Linked DNA regions of Gossypium hirsutum: region 1 is linked to region 2. A link is a contact called in public Hi-C data. All regions are on one chromosome and are shown on one strand. The core of a region is the stretch at or near the end of the contact, and the rest is flanking DNA. Distances in the headings are between cores, read along the strand shown. Region 1 overlaps LOC107889266 (transcription factor GAMYB). Region 2 holds the start of LOC107889262 (CBL-interacting protein kinase 32).

Evidence for each region. A called contact is a pair of places that touch in the nucleus more often than the background predicts.
Region 1: a Hi-C map of leaf shows a contact between it and region 2, with 2.1 times the contacts expected there. The contact joins the enhancer-like site here to the promoter of LOC107889262 in region 2. A contact is called at or near these places in 7 of 34 Hi-C or Micro-C datasets (callus, hypocotyl, leaf and 1 more).

What each region holds. Positions count from the first base shown.
Region 1 is chrA09:67,943,180-67,946,376 of Gossypium_hirsutum_v2.1, reverse strand. It overlaps LOC107889266 (transcription factor GAMYB), which reads right to left. Exons shown (of 4, transcript XM_041076506.1): 4 at 3,173-3,197. Among protein-coding and RNA genes, the nearest start is that of LOC107889267, 11 kb to the left of the region's middle. Within about 2 kb of position 1,711, at least 2 of the 9 cell types and tissues checked have an H3K27ac peak or open chromatin away from gene starts, as enhancers often do. A contact at or near this core is called in hypocotyl and leaf, where this site is marked.
Region 2 is chrA09:67,795,598-67,798,712 of Gossypium_hirsutum_v2.1, reverse strand. It overlaps LOC107889262 (CBL-interacting protein kinase 32), which reads right to left and starts at 1,290. Exons shown (of 14, transcript XM_016813627.2): 1 at 1,240-1,290; 2 at 159-361; 3 at 2-64. The coding sequence starts at 329.

The DNA.
Region 1 (3,197 bases), core at 462-2,961, 150 kb before region 2:
CGGTGTTTTAATTAAACTCGTTCGGTTGTGACTGAATTTTTTTTTCTGGTGGTGGCTGAAAGTAAGTATTCCCTTAATTGTTAAATTTGGTGTTAGTCGATTGGCTATGGGTGTGTTTCGGTTATGGCTGAATCCAAGTAGGTAAGTTGGGTGTCGTGATTGAAGGTGAGTATGCTTGATTTGAGTTAGCTGATCGCATGTATGTTTCAATGTGTTGCTGAAAGTGATACCTGCTTGTTTTATTTGCAAGGGCCGAATTTGCCAATAACTTGTTTCTGAATTGTTAAACTATATGTACTATTAGCATGTTACCGATCTGTTTAATATGCATATGGATATGTATGATTTGAGTATAATTAGTATGTTAGGCCATTTGCATGTGCATTGAGATTTGGGATATGTTTACTTGGAGGAAGTTTTGGCAGATTGTGATCTACAATTCTGGCGGTTTTCCCGCAACTCTGATTTGGCAGGTAACCTGTGATATCTGTTTCTGGTAGTATTTTCACAGTATATATCTAGCAGCTTGTCTACATATTTCATGGCTTACGACTACAAATTTTGGTGTTTTAGTTGGATGGGTTCATAGTAATCCTATTTGGTGTGTTGGCGAAGTTGGTATGTATTGGTTGGGAGTAAGATTAAATAGTGCTATGCATTATTAAGTATGCTATGTCATCTGTTTTAACCTTATTTTTAATGCGTTTTTAGATGATTCTTCGATGTTAATTGTGAATTTTATGCTCTTAATAATTTATATTCGTATTTTAATGCTGTAAGAGCCCATTTCACACGAGCATGTGACCCACATAGCCGTATGGTAGGCAGTATCGATTTCATAGAATTACGCACCAATCTGTAGAAAATCACAATTTGTAGATTTTTTAAATATTTTATGACGTATAGATGATAAAAATAAGAAGATAAGAGTGAACCGTCACGGAATATTCAAAAAAATAACTCAAAAAACACTATTGAAACTGACTTTGGAGCAAATTTTTGTCAAGATTGAGGATTTTCATTTGGTTTTTTAAGAAGTTATCATGAATTTTTTTTATTTCTTTCAATTATACTGTATTTTAGATTTTTTTTTCAAACATTAAATGAATCTTATGATAGATTCTATCATTTAATTTTTATTTTACGCAATAAATATTCATTTTCTTATTCTCTATTATATGTTCTTAATTCTTGATTTGATATTTTTAAATTATTGATCTATGTTTGATGTGCTTAAATCGATGGTTGAATAGATCATATTTAAAAACAAATCTTGGGGTTTTTTTACCCAAATATTATAAAAAATATATATTTACTTATATGAGATAATCTAATTATTATTCAAAACTAGGCAAAAGGAACAATGAATCAACGGTGCTACCTGAATAATCGGCGGCATCACCCTTAATTGCCAGCAATGATTAGTGAAATGGTTACTTATTTTTAAAAAAGTAATTTTTTTATAGTGTCATCTGATTAATTAGTAACACCAATATCACGTAAAAAATACTATAATATTTTATACTGTCATACTGAAAAAATATTTTTTAATAACATCATCGATATGCCATGTGACACTAAAATAAATTAATAATTATTTTTTTTAAATTCAAAAAAAAATTTCTCTCTTTGTTGCTAATGGGTTGTTCATGTACCAGAGTTGTAGGGATAGACCGGAGGGAGTCTTACGGCTGGGTTTTCATCGGGTTTGAAGGGAAGCAATGATTGGGCTTGTGTTTGTTTTGTTTCTGCTATATCTTTTCATTTCCTATTGCTTGCAATTTTTCCTTTCTTTTATTTGTCTCGGGCAGTGTAATGAGGGGCTCGAGGTCTAACTTGTGATTAGTGCTTTATTTGTCATCACTACTTATTTTATGGAGGTTAAGATTATGTTAAAAAAAAAAAAAATCTCCATGTTACCCATAGTTGCAAATTCAAAAAATATATAGGCTCTTATTTTGGCTTTTTTTTTAATTTAAAAAATAATTATTAATTTATTCCAGTGCTGCTTGACACATCGACGATACCATTAAAAAATATATTTTTCAAACTGACAGTATAAAATATTAGTATATTTTTAGGTACATGATACAGGTGCTGCTAATTGCTCAAGCAGCACCATAAAAATTTTTTTAAAAAAAAATCATTTCACTAATTATTACAAGCAATTGAGGGTGGTGCCGATGAATGCTCAAGCCACACGAGTGATCCACTGTTCCTTTTGCATAGTTTTTTAAATAATGATCAACCTATTCTATATCAGTAAATATTTATTTTTTTATATTATTTGGGTAAAAACTTATGAATCTTACATAGTTGAATAAAGTTGCATGTAATTTTAGAAATAAGTCGACATAAATTTACTGAATTTGAGTCAAATCTAAGAGGAAAATTCATAGCACGAGTTAATGCGATAATAAGGGTTTTAATTAAAAATTCAATTAATCAACCTAGAGCCATTTGATCTGATGGCCGAAAGAGATATTTGCATAATTTAAATATTTTTACTGATCAAAATATTAAGTAAATAAATTGCGTAATTTAGGTTAATAGTGACAGATGAAATGTAGGTGAATTTTTTCTTAGATATTATTTTACTTATTGATTGTTAATTGATTATTTTTGTATTTTGTATTTTGTTGTGTTCGTTAGTTAATTAAATTAGTTAATTTTAATTTTAATTAATTAATTGAATTATTCAGTTAAATAATAAAAAGACGGTAATATTAGTATTTTTAGTCTTCGTGAAGACGATATATTTAATCACCGTAATTATACTATTAATTGATAGGTACACTTGCCTTACTCAAATGTTTAATTAGTTTCGCTACGCATAAAAAATACTGTAAAAAAAATTGTAAAAAGAAATTAAAATATACTTTTAAACTTTTTGATAGTATTTACTATTATTGTCAAGAAGTACTTTTAAAAAAATAAAATGATAATTTTAGACATTATGTTATAAAATAAAATATTTAATGAGAGATGAAAAAAATAAATTCAAAAAACAAATTTTCAAAAACCAAAAACTAAAAATTTGACTTGAGTTTAAAATAATTTGGTTTTAAAAATGGCTTATTATCAATTTTTTTCTTTAATTTGAAATCAAAGTCTAACTTCAAAAGTACTTTTCAACCTATAAAACTGTTTTTCATTACGGTGGAAAAAGACCTGAAATAAATATGTTTTTTTATTGT
Region 2 (3,115 bases), core at 41-2,540:
CCTCGTGTAAACGGATGACATTTGGGTGCTTTATCAGCTTCATTGTTGCTATTTCCCGCTTAATCTGCAAAAACAAGCAGAAAAGAAAGAAATATAGATAGAATTTGGTGGGATAATTCCCCTTCAACAAAGAAAAGAAGGGAGTTAGAAAAAGGAACCTGTTCAGCCATTTTGTGCTTGAGAACCTTGTCTTTATCAAGGATCTTAAGTGCCACCGGTTCCCCAGTCTCAGAATTTCTCGCGAACTTCACTTTAGCAAAGGTTCCCTCTCCAATGGTCCTTCCCACTTGGTATTTACCCACTCTTCCTTTAATTTTGGGTTGATTCATCCCTACCAAGCTTTCAAATTCTCTTCCTCACACTAAAATCCAAAATCGCCATTGAAATGGTATCAAACATCAACACAACACAATACAGAAACAGGAGAAAAAAGGGTACATTGAAAACTAAATAATACCTTATTTCCCTAAGAAGAAAAATAAAAACTATATTTTCTACCAACTTTATATAGAAAACCTAACAGCAAGTACATTGGAATAAACAAATGAACCAGTGCATATAAATTATAATATAATTCCCCCACGAGGATCCTTTCCTATTGCTGAAAACCATAATATTTTTGTAATTATATGAATCTCGTAACAGAAAATGAATCAAGTAAAAGCTTTCATCAAGTTCTTCTGATTCTACAAATTCAAGAATTACCCAGAAATTAAAGAGCTTGATTGGGTTTCAATAAGAGCTGAGCAGAGCTGAGGCCAAAAGGGTCAAGAAAACATCCAACCAACAGTCAAATTCCAATATTTTGTGCACGTAAAGGTACGAAATTCAAACCTAATTCCATAACGGCATTATATACACGTATATATATTCGTATGCACAAGTGAGGCAAGCAGCGTCCCCGTCTTAAAAAATAATAAATTTTCATTTTCATCCCTCTAAAAATTATAAAATTATAAATTTAACTTTATAAAATTTCTAACTTCTCTTCTTCACATGCACAACCACTAAAATAATTAGAGAAAGGAGAAAAAAAACGTGTGCAAGTAAGTCGAAAGAACAAGGGAACAAATGGCTTTTGAGTTCATTCAAGAGTCAAATATCAAATATCAGCTTTGATAATCATCATCGTCAACAACTATATATGCTGCTATAACCAGACAAACTTTTGTCTTAAAGTAGTAAAATGGATCTGAATTTCTTCATTAAACTTAGTAAAAGAAAAGAAAGAGAAGTAACCTTTGAAGCATTGATGAAAACGTTGTTTGGTGTTGCTGGTGAAAGGCAACTAACTGTAAACATAAATGATTGTAAGAGAAATCCAAATTTAAAAACCATTAATTCTTAGGGACCCTCAAAACCTACCCAAACCTTACAAGAATCCACACTGTTTACATTTTCAATCCATTTGTTTCTTCAGACACACTGGCAGACATTGCCACTCTTCTTATTACTTTTATGGCATTACTATTACTGTCACTGCCCTGCCTGCTTGCTTGCTCTTTTTCTTTAAAATAAATTAGAAGAATATGACAACAAAAAATAACGTGATTCATGCAATATATATTATTTATTGATTTTGACATGATTCTAAAAAAAATTTTAAAAAAATAAAAATACATAAATATTTTTAAAAATATAATAATAAATTTAAATTTTGTATTAATATTAATATTAATATTAAAGAAAATAAACCCCCCACCCCCACCACCGATCTTTGATTATATTTTTTAACAATGCATTCCTCCTCTAAAAGGGTAGGATGATAGTCATCACAATTCCCACAACCCAAAGTTTCCTGCTCAAAAACTCATTCTCAAATACATCACTTCTTTCCTTGTTTATTTGTAAAATAAACGGGGAAAATAATATAATGGTAGATGAGACTAACCAGGAAGCAGGATCTGAAGGTCCTGATCCAACACTGCAACACACGACCAGCGTCTGTTTTTAGCAACCTAAGATCGATGCCCTGTTGTTGCAGTTTTTGGTTCCTTGGAATCTGAGTTTTTTTGCCTTGTCACCAAGAAATGGCTAAAACGTATAATGGGAGGTTGAAATTTGCAGGACGATGGCATTTGAAGTTTGCATGGAAAGATGGATGTTGAAGTACGGTGGTGGATGGAAGAGGGACAAGGGTGGGGGATTTTTATTTTATTTAATATAATATAATTAAATTTATTTAATATTAATATTAATATAAAATTTAAATTTAAATTTATTAGTATATATATTTTAAATATTTATTTATTTATATATATATATATTTAAATTTAAGATTAAATTAGGATTATTTATAAATTTTGAGAGTTATTTTTTAAAATTATGGTTAAATTGATATAATATATAAAAATTGAGAGTTTAATTTATTATTATACCTGTTTTTTTCAAATGTCATATTAATTTACTATTTGTAATTTTAAATACAGCGAATGCTTAAAATGAAAGTTTTTTTTATTTCTATAGCTAATAAATATATATATAAATATATAATTAGATAGGTATGAATAAAATTTATCATTAAAAAACAAATTTATTGAGAAATCAGCTTCAAATAACACATGTGGTAAACAAGGTTATTAATAAATAAAATAAAATAAAAAAAGTATGGGTGACTTTCTAATCTGTACAAGTTTCTATTTCATTCAATCCAAATGCATGTTTTAAAGAAACATATAATTTTAAAATAATTGAATGTCAATACTGGAGATTTTAGATATTGTGATTAAAAGGACTTCAAACCTCCATTTATTATTTCAAATAATAATAATAGAAAATATTTTTACATTATGATAACTGTTGAAGTAAATGACTTTTGGTGATAGTTGAGGCAATTCACAGTTGTTATTGTTGTTAAACAATGGTAGGTTTGATACAAATATTATTTTTTTAATATATGTGTTAGCAATAAATTAATTTAATTGATAATATTTAATTACTTTCCTAATTTACTTTTAATAAAAAGAAGAGAAATTTTCACTTATTTTGAAGAAGTTTTTATTTTTTTGTAAAAGTTTTTATTTATTTTTTTCTAATTTAAAGTTTAAATTTATACTAACTATTCTTTATTTTATGTCTGAACATTATAATACATATATAATAAATAAATAAATTT